2 separate regions of the Mustela erminea genome follow, and region 1 is linked to region 2. The links are chromatin contacts, called in public Hi-C maps. All regions are on one chromosome and are shown on one strand. The core of a region is the stretch at or near the end of the contact, and the rest is flanking DNA. Distances in the headings are between cores, read along the strand shown.

What was found. Hi-C and Micro-C count contacts between places; a contact is called where the count stands out from the background.
Region 1: a Hi-C map of skeletal muscle shows a contact between it and region 2, with 16 times the contacts expected there. The contact joins the promoter of FKBP14 here to the promoter of GGCT in region 2. A contact is called at or near these places in 2 of 3 Hi-C or Micro-C datasets (skeletal muscle and spleen).

The regions. Positions count from the first base shown.
Region 1 is chr11:46,070,028-46,074,912 of mMusErm1.Pri, reverse strand. It overlaps FKBP14 (peptidyl-prolyl cis-trans isomerase FKBP14), which reads right to left and starts at 2,097. Exons shown (of 5, transcript XM_032304355.1): 1 at 1,975-2,097; 2 at 1,108-1,659. The coding sequence starts at 1,361. PLEKHA8 (pleckstrin homology domain-containing family A member 8) reads left to right here and starts at 3,210. Exons shown (of 14, transcript XM_032304354.1): 1 at 3,210-3,694. The coding sequence starts at 3,655.
Region 2 is chr11:45,624,296-45,628,644 of mMusErm1.Pri, reverse strand. It overlaps GGCT (gamma-glutamylcyclotransferase), which reads right to left and starts at 2,031. Exons shown (of 4, transcript XM_032304056.1): 1 at 1,740-2,031. The coding sequence starts at 1,880.

The DNA.
Region 1 (4,885 bases), core at 848-3,347, 450 kb before region 2:
ATCTCAATTATGGTCTCTGAAAAGTCTTTCTCTTTGTCCACCTCTCAGATCATAAATAAGGATCCATTATGCCTTGTGAACATCTGAACATTCTGTACTATATAGCATGAGTTACTGACTTGTCTTCCTCCCCTCTCTGTAGATGATGTTCTGCTGAAGGACAAGGATCCACTCTTAATCATCTTTGCATCCTCAAGGCCTGACTTGTGGGCACTCAACAAGGGTTTGTTAGATGGACAGATAAATGAATGGACAAGGATGGAGAAGCAAAAATTTTTTAATCTCCCTAGTATCAAGCATAAGACCTAACATAAAAGAAATGCTCAATAAACACTTTTGGAATGGAATGAAGAGAATCAATGCTTAATTAGAAATCAGTACACTTGTAAAACTTTTCCATGTTGCAATTTCTTTGTTTATAGAACAGAAATAATGATAGTGTAACCACCTGAAAATCCTTCACTGTAGGTATTGGATTAATCTTCCATAACCACACCCACACCCATCAATGAAGTCTTTGAATTTCTAGAAAGAAACAAATAATGAAACAAATCATGGTACTGTGCCTTGACCAAAATGTTATCTGTAAGTACAAAGATTAAATAGACCAATGGACTGGATTAGCATACCCTACAACAAGCAAATAAATGATTGTGTATACGTCTCATGAAGTCGCTGTGTAAAGTTTTAAGTAAATTTCACTTACACCAAATAAAAAATGGAATTGAGACCTTTTTCTCTCGGGAATGAAGTATGAAAAATAAGAATTCCTTTTTTTTTCTACGTACCGCCTAACTATACATCTAGATATTTCTGCAGTATTTCAAAGATTCTAGCGCGAATTTTTATAATAAAAAATTAACCCCTTATCCTTACCACGTTTCCAATAAGAACTTCACAGGCCCCGTTATATAAGATTGTGGTTAAACAATTTCCTTTCCCAAAGAAGGAAATAATATATCGCCTTTTTTTTTTTTTTTTTTTTTTTTTTTTTTTTTTTTTTGTAAGAGAGGTGAAAACTTGGTGCAGGCTACCTCTCCTGCCCGAGGTCTGGCATATAGGTGGGTGGGTTCTTCACTACTTCGCCTTCAGGGTACAATTACTTACGTGGAGTGAAATAAGGAGCCATCCTTTTCTAAGTAACCTTCATAGTGGACCAACATCAAATCCCCCCCTTTGGTCTTGCGATGGCAGATGAAAGGTTTCTGGAGCACCTCAATTTTCACTTCTGGTTCAGGGATCAGAGCCCCGCTCAAAGAAGTGACCAACAGCGTCAACACCGCGTTGCACAAGAAAAGCCTCATGTTGCTGGAGCTGGAAAGAAGTTCCCACAAAAACAGAGAAAGGACCCCCCACTTCATAGAGCTAGGAATATAGTTGAAGGCGTAAGGACAACGGCCTCTGGCACGTTCATTATTCCCCGATCCTAGCAGACGTGGCACATTCACTACAACTTTCCCACGCTCGGCGAACCCATCTCTAAAGAGTTAAACTCCAAACCCGGGTCTGACTGGCTCACATAGCTCGGCCGCCGGAGAAAGACGACTTCCCATTGGCTTACGGTGCTGTCCGCTGGAGACCCTCAAACCAATGATGCTGCAACAATTACAGCTGGGCGGAGCTGTCCGCGGGTCTGGCTGCGAACCGCGGGGAGTGGTCCTAGAGTTCGGAGGATTAAAGAATTTCACAATGTCGGACTTCTGGGGACCCGGAGACGCGCGGGGCTAACCGGAAACGCCTCCGCCCGATTTACATCTGTAAAATATGCGGGCTCAGCTTCCTGGGAAGAGTACTGGGCCGGGTGAAAGGTTAGCGGTTTCCGGAAACAATAGTTTACTCTCGCAGATGCTGAGAGGCCGCCCCCAGGATTCCACCCTCCTGCTAATGCGATTATTTAATTTACGGTATAGACGATAAAGACTTTAATAGTTCTGTAGGGTTCGCAGAGCGCGTTGCGTTCCCGTGCGTACACACCTCGCAGCACTGCGGGTAAAGCTGGTTCTTTAATCCCAGTTAAAGGATAAGTATATCTGGGCTGGGAGAGGTTAAGGTCCCGTTTAAAGTTGTTCAGCCTCAAAGCAGTTGAGCTCCGCCCTCAAACCCGATCCGTTGCGTTCTACAAAGCCGCGTAATGTTATGGCTGCTAATATTTATCACAAGGTGGTAACCGTAGTGTAGAGGGTCAATGATAGCTTCTAGCGTGGATAAGGAGGCGCAGACCTCCACTTTAAAAAAGAAACAGTCATCACGGTGATGAAATACATGGGCTTATTTTAGTTAAAATTACTTGTTTTACCTTTTTAGCCTAGTTTCAAAAGCAAAACATGTTCGTTATGGTCGATTTGGAAGAGACTGGAAAACACGAAAGTAGCTTTTCCGGTTAAAATACAGGAGTCGAATTAAATATGAATTTCAGAAAATAACGAATCCATTCTGTATTTTACATGCTAAATCTGGCAATCTTATGCTAAAGAAAAAGAGAGAAAAAAAGATCGTCTGTAGCGCCACCATCTACAAATAATCACCTTAACATTTTTGGTGCATGCTTCCCTGACATAAACCTAAAATAATTTGGACCAGATTGTACACTTTGTTTCGTACTCTGCTCTTTCCACTTAATCTGTTGTTAACGTTTTCCCTGGACAAATATCCTTAGCACAGTAATTTCTCACACTTTAATATGCTTAGGAATCCCCCCGAGAATCTTGTTTAAAATGCAGATGTCGACTCAGGAGTCCTGGGCTGGGGGTGAGATCCTGCGGTTTTGACAAACTCGTAGGTGCAGCCAATGCCGCTGTCCGTGGATCACACTTCCAGCAGCGAGGCCTTAGGGTTTAGACAACATGTTTACTAGCCTCACAGTATCCTATTGTGAAATTCCCAGCAACTCTGTAGGCTCTATTGCTGGCTAGGTCGATTTTGTGGGATTAATTACCTTTGAGATAAGAATTGGACCCTGGGAAGTAGGACGCAGGAGGCACCCCAAGGGGTCACATTGACCCCCAAACACAGAGTGGTGGGTTCTTCCCAATCTATGGTACCGTTAACATGATTGTATGCCACACTGATCCTTCGGATCCTCAGACCCTTCGCTTACTCGCAATCCCGCCTCCCAGGACTCAATTTCCCTGCCTGCCCCTCCCGCTACGTCAGCCCTGCCGCCGCCGCCGCCGCCGCCGCGGTTGCTGCCAAACTCCGGAGTGGATTTTGGGAACGTGCGCGCGGACGGCGCCCTGGGCATGCGCAAGCGGGCCCCGGGCCCCGCGGGTCGGGGACTCAGGTAGCTTGCGGTTGCACCGCCTGCGACCCGCTGCCTAGCTAGCGTCAACTTGGAGGCTGCAGCCACCACTCGGGCCCACAGGGTGCCTTGGCCTCCTCGTGGTCAGTGCGCCGGCTCCACCGCGCGGGCCCCCTGGCCAGCCTCTTCCTCCCGTGCCGAGGCAGCCGCAGTGACCCCGCCCCCGGGCCGAGGATGTGAGAGACTGGCCAGGCGTCCCCGCACCGGGCCCGGGCGCCGGGAGTCGGCGGCTCGGCAGCGCTGGGCTATGGCCCTGCTGCCGGTGCTCCTCGCCTCCTGGGGCTTGGGGCAGTGAGGTGCCGGCGGGCGAGGGGAAACGGCCCTGGCGCGGCGGGGACCAAGGGGCCTGGGGCGCCATGGAGGGGGTGCTGTACAAGTGGACCAACTATCTGAGCGGTGAGTGGGGGACGCGCTAGACGCCGGGTCCTTTGTTTGAGCAGCCGGAGGGCGACGTCGGGACGCGAGTCCTGGGGGTCGGGGTCATGGTCCCTCCTGAAACCAGAGGCCTGCATGGCCCGGGAGTATTTACCCAAAGGTATTCTCACAGGACCGTGTCACCCATGCTCTTCGGATACAGACCTCTGTTGGGGCTCGATGAGGGCCTTGGCTGACCTTTCGCTTCAGGAGAAGCTATGAAATACTGAGTTTTGGGGTCACTTGAAAGGCAGGATGCCCTCGGTGTCAGCGGGAGGGGGCCGCTGCCTTCCGCAGTGGGGTCTTCTGGGAGTCTGTCGAATTCTGGCCAAGGAGCTGGTCTCGCCCGGCCAGCAGATAGGTTGGAAGGTTTCAAATGAATGCCGAAGGTGAGCTGGAATTCCGGAGGTAAAAGGTCCTTTTTTCAAACAAAGTCCCCAGTGCAAACACTTTCTTTTTGTCACCTTCGGAGTCAGCTAGGCGGACCAAGGTATCAAGAGTTCCATCTCAACAGTTCGAACGCTCCAAAGTAGGTACACGGTTTTTGCTTTTCTCACTGAGCATTCTTTTTGTTTTACAGACTCACAAATTACCAAAAAATGAAACCGTAGCAACTGTTTTGTTGCACTGCTGAGCAGAATGGCTTAAAAATAGTACCCCGCCCCCTTTCCCATGTGTGGAAGTACTTTATTTCGTATCTTGGAAGGTCATAACTATTCTCCAACTGTGAATATGATTCAGAACTAGCTTTTTTTTTTTTTTCCCATTTGTGCAACCAATGTTTAGTAAAAGCCTTCTGCTTGCTGGAAACTTGTGTTACTCACCTTTTGGGAACTAAACTTTGTTGTGGAAAATGAGCTGGACACTTATTAATTTTTGTAGCACTGTATTTGAAACCAAAAGTATTCCCTGTATCTCTTATAGTGGGACAGATATATTGTCCCACCCGTTCTTTGATAGAACAGTTTTTTTTTTTAAGATTTTATTTATTTATTTGACAGAGAGAGATCACAAGTAGGCAGAGAGGCAGAGAGGAGGAAGCAGACTCCCTGTTGAGCAGAGAGCCCGATTGGGGACTCGATCCCAGGACCCTGAGATCATGACCTGAGCCGAAGGCAGCGGCTTAACCCACTGAGCCACCCAGGCACCCTGATAGAACAGTTTTTAAACGTT
Region 2 (4,349 bases), core at 782-3,281:
TGAGAGGAAGGAACAACATGTCTTTTTTTTTTTTTAAAGATTTCACTTATTCATTTGACAGACAGAGATCACAAGAAGGCAGAGAGGCAGGCGGGGGGGGGGGGGGGGGGGAGCAGGCTCCCCGAGGAGCAGAGAGCCCGATGTGGGGCTTGATCACAGGAGCCTGAGACCATGACCTGAGCCGAAAGCAGAGGCTTAACCCACTGAGCCACCTAGGCGCCCCAACATGTCTCCTTTTTAAACTCACCATATCTGAACCTCAGTAACCATTTGCTTGATAGCTCTTCCACTTGTCCCAACTATAAGCATCTGAACTTCTTTTCTACAGTTGGGCAATTCCCTACCTTAGGAGTCTGGGGGTAGAAAGTGCTAGACCCCAACTCCCATTTCTGAGGCTTCAAATGCCAGCAGTTGGTTCTCCCAGTTCTGCTTGCAGTCAGGGCATGGGCACGTGACCAAGAGTTAGCCAACCAGGACACCCACCTGGGACTCTGAATTAGAAGCTAGTGCCCAAGAACAGCAGAAACTCCACCCTGTAGGTGGTGGCTACATCCCGGTTTCAGGAACTGCAGGGGTATACTGACAGTAGCAGGCAAGGTCCAGAGAAGGGAGGGTCAGTAATGCACAACTTAAGTGTCCATATTGACCAAGTTCAGCAGTGATGCCCCAGTGGCCTCCTAGGCTGGTTCTGTCTGTGATATTGGCTGCTGTGGTTGCTGTACTTCCCTTTATGACTGCCTGTTTTTTGTTTTATTTTTGAAGTAGGCTCCACATCCAAAGTGGGGCTTGAACTCACAACCCTGAGATGCTCCACCCACTGACTCAGCCAGGCACCTTTATGCCTCTGTTTATCAGTTCTGTGGTCATTCTGTGAGTCTTCTAACAGCCTTTCAACACATTCATTTCCTGCTTAAATCAGCCACTTTCTGTTGCTTGCAACTAAGAACCTGGTAAGGACAGCAGAGACCATGTCTGTCTAATTCAGCAATGTCAAAAGGTTTTCTACATCATTTGGGGGGGGGGGGGTGTCCTCCCTATAGACCTGGTCAGGTCCTCAAGGCAGCCCACTTAACTCTATCATTTCTGTACCTACAAGGGAAAAAACCTACCAAAGGAATGAATGGATTGTACCGAAGAGCAATTACTTTGAAGTTTTTATTTATTTAAGTAATCTCTATACCCAAGGTGTGGCTCGAACTCAGGGCCTGAGACCAAGGGTCACAAGGTCCTCCGACCGAGCCGGCCAGGCGCCCCTGAAGAGCAATGACTTTTACCAAGGCGGGTTATGGTTCATCCAGTGGTCTGACTTAACTGCGCTCGGCCCTTACTATGACTCCCGACACGGTGCCGGCTTTCAGGACCTCTCCCGTCAGGAGCGAGCAACAGGTGAACGGAGTTTCAGAACTCCAGCTGACAAGCCTTGCAGCGAAGGTGTGATAGGGAGGAGAGCGAGCAACGGACTCCCTTCTAAGTCGGTGGGCAAGAGTGGTGGCCAGGTCGGGGCAGAACGAGCCTCCCGGGGGAAAGTCCTCAGGGGGCTCAGGGCGGCCCGGGGGCGCACAGCTGCCGGGCGGGCTTGACCAGGAGGGCAGAAGCCAGACAGAGAAGACAGTCCCGACGTGCTGCTATCAGCAAGAGGCGCATTCCCCCGGCCCCGAGAAAGCGACTTCTCGAAATCCTGTCCCCACGTCCGCAGGGTGGACCCGCCGCTGCAGGGGCCGCGCGCGGGCAGCACTGACCTGCAGGCGGGCCACGCAGCAGAACGCGGCCGACGGGTTTCGGAGGTGGATCCGCTCCGTCAGCAGATTGCTACCGTAGGCGAAGTACAGAAAACTCTCCTCCTCCTGGCCTCGGAGGTCCTCACAGCCCGAGTTCGCCATGTTCCGCCCGACACCCGCGCGGCCCCGGGGTCGGCCGTACGACTCTGAGAAGACTGCGACGGTCCGAACTCCCGTGGCTGACTAGCGGCTGTCTCTGGAGTTAGCGGAAAGGCGGGAAGCGTGGGCCGGACGATTCGGCTGCGACCAGTCTTCTGATTGGCTGCTGGTCCCAAATGTTGAGTCTCCCCTTCTGATTGGCCAAGCCCGCCACCTCCTCTTCGCTCTCCAGTTAGGACTCGGAAATACTCCGTCGTGTGGCGACCGGGAGCCGATTCCTCATTGGCCATGCTCCTCTGTTATCCCGCCCCCATGCTCAAGGCTCCGTACGATTGGCGGGTGGGCGGGCTCTTACGCATAGGAGGCGGGTCAGGACCCGTGGGTTTGTTTTGGGGGCTGCGCCGCGTGGTCCTGACCAGGTTTCCTCATCTTCGGGTGGTGCATGTGTGGTTCCCAGGTGTTTCGTGCTCGTTAGGGAGCGCGCCCCCGCTCTGCCCTCCCGGTTTGAAGCAGTCGGTCGGTCACGACGGGCCAATTCCCTCCTCATGCTGGTTCTCTCACCCTCAGCCCTGATCACCTCGGTGACGACCCTGCGAAATGACTGGGACTCTCCGGATGGAAGTAGCGTGCCGGCTTCAAATCCGGACGCAGCCATTTACTGGCCACGTAAGCTCGGGCACCTCTCATCGCTTTCCTCCTTGTAAAATAGCGATTTTAACATAAATTATGATCACAGTCATATAACTTATGATCCCCTATCTCACGGGGTTGGTTTGAGTATTTAAAGAATAATTTGTTAATGTTATTCGGTACAAAAACTCCAATGTAAAATAAGATATGAAAATATAAAAACAAGAAATAAAACCTTATACGGTTAACTTTGAAATGAAAGTATTAATTTGAACTCAGGGGAGTGGTTATCCCTGGCACCTAGATTTTGATCTCCACATATCACTCTCCACTAAAAGGCCCCAGGGCTCCTTGGAGAAATGGTTTATGCCAGGTCAGAAGCTGGAGCACTTGGAACATCTTGTGGCAGTAAAGTCTGGAAGTATCCAAGAAAAACGAGGTCCTTTCAAAAGGACACGGGAGCCAGCTTGAAGAAATGCCCACTGGCCAAATTTAGAACAATTTGAGTACCAAAAATAATGACTGCAATTGACTGAAAATGTCAAACATAAAAGTCCCACCAAAAGAGTAAACCATATATAAAAAACAATTTTTAAAAGCCTCATTTGTTATGGTGACTGTTACAGCAACTCTTTACCCTGAAAAGTTGTAATTTAAGAAAATAAACATTTATTCTGCCCTCCTACTTACAGCTGCATTTCAAGGTAACCAAATAGCCCCAGTTGATGAGGAAATGGTTCTCTTTACAAAAGTATGCTAGCTAAATAATGTAAGATGAGTGGTAGAATTCAAATATCACCATCTTGTAGCCCCTAATTAAATAACTGATTCATGCCAGGATCATCATGGTGAAAGGGTGACAGGGAACAGAATACTCCCCAAGGGCCAAATTATCCCCCAGGGATTGCTAGCTGTAGTCAGAAGAAAAATATAATGACAGTGAAGGAATCTGGTCCCTCCCATCTTAAACTAGATCAATCTTATAATCACTAAAGTGGACCAATTGGACATTATGTGCCTCCTGATATGATACAAGAGGAAGCCCCAGTATTGTTTGTGAAGTATTGTTCCCCACCCTCTTTCACTTCTGTATCATCAAGCTCAGCAGGAACTACAAGGATAGAATAAAATGACACCAAGAGGAAACAATCAGAAAAATTCTGAACAAGTGGTGGGACATCATGAAGAACAAATGGCTGTCTCTTAAATTAAGTCAGTGTAGTTACAAAAAAAAACATAAAAAAACAAAACCCAACAAAACCCGAAAAGAAACAAACAAAAAAACTGGACAGTGCAGGCTGTTCCAGATTAAAAGATACCGAAGAGACATAGTAACTACATGCAATGGCTTGTCCTATGTTCTGGTTCAGTAAACCAGATATAAAAGATATTTGGGGCACAATTAAATCTGAATAGGAACTAGGGCACGAGATGATATTAAACAATTGCTTTTTTATTAGGTATGATAATAGCATTTGCTGATGTAGAAAAATGTCTCTATTTTTAGAGACATAATAATGTATTTTGGGGTAAAATGTTTGATTTTTTTTTTTCTTGAAGATTTTATTTATTTATTTGACAGATCACAAGTAGGCAGAGAGGCAGGTAGAGAGGGAGAGGGAGAAGCAGGTTCCCTGCTGAGCAGAGAGCCCAGTGCAGGGCTCCAATCCAGGACCCTGGGATCATGACCTGAGCCGAAGGCAGAGGCTTTAACCCACTAAGCCACCCAGGAGTCCCTGATAATTAATTTAGAAAAATTAAAATATGGAAAGTGTTCAATGCTCAATTGATTGATGTGTATATGGATATTCATTTTATTTTCTATCCTCTTCTATATATTTC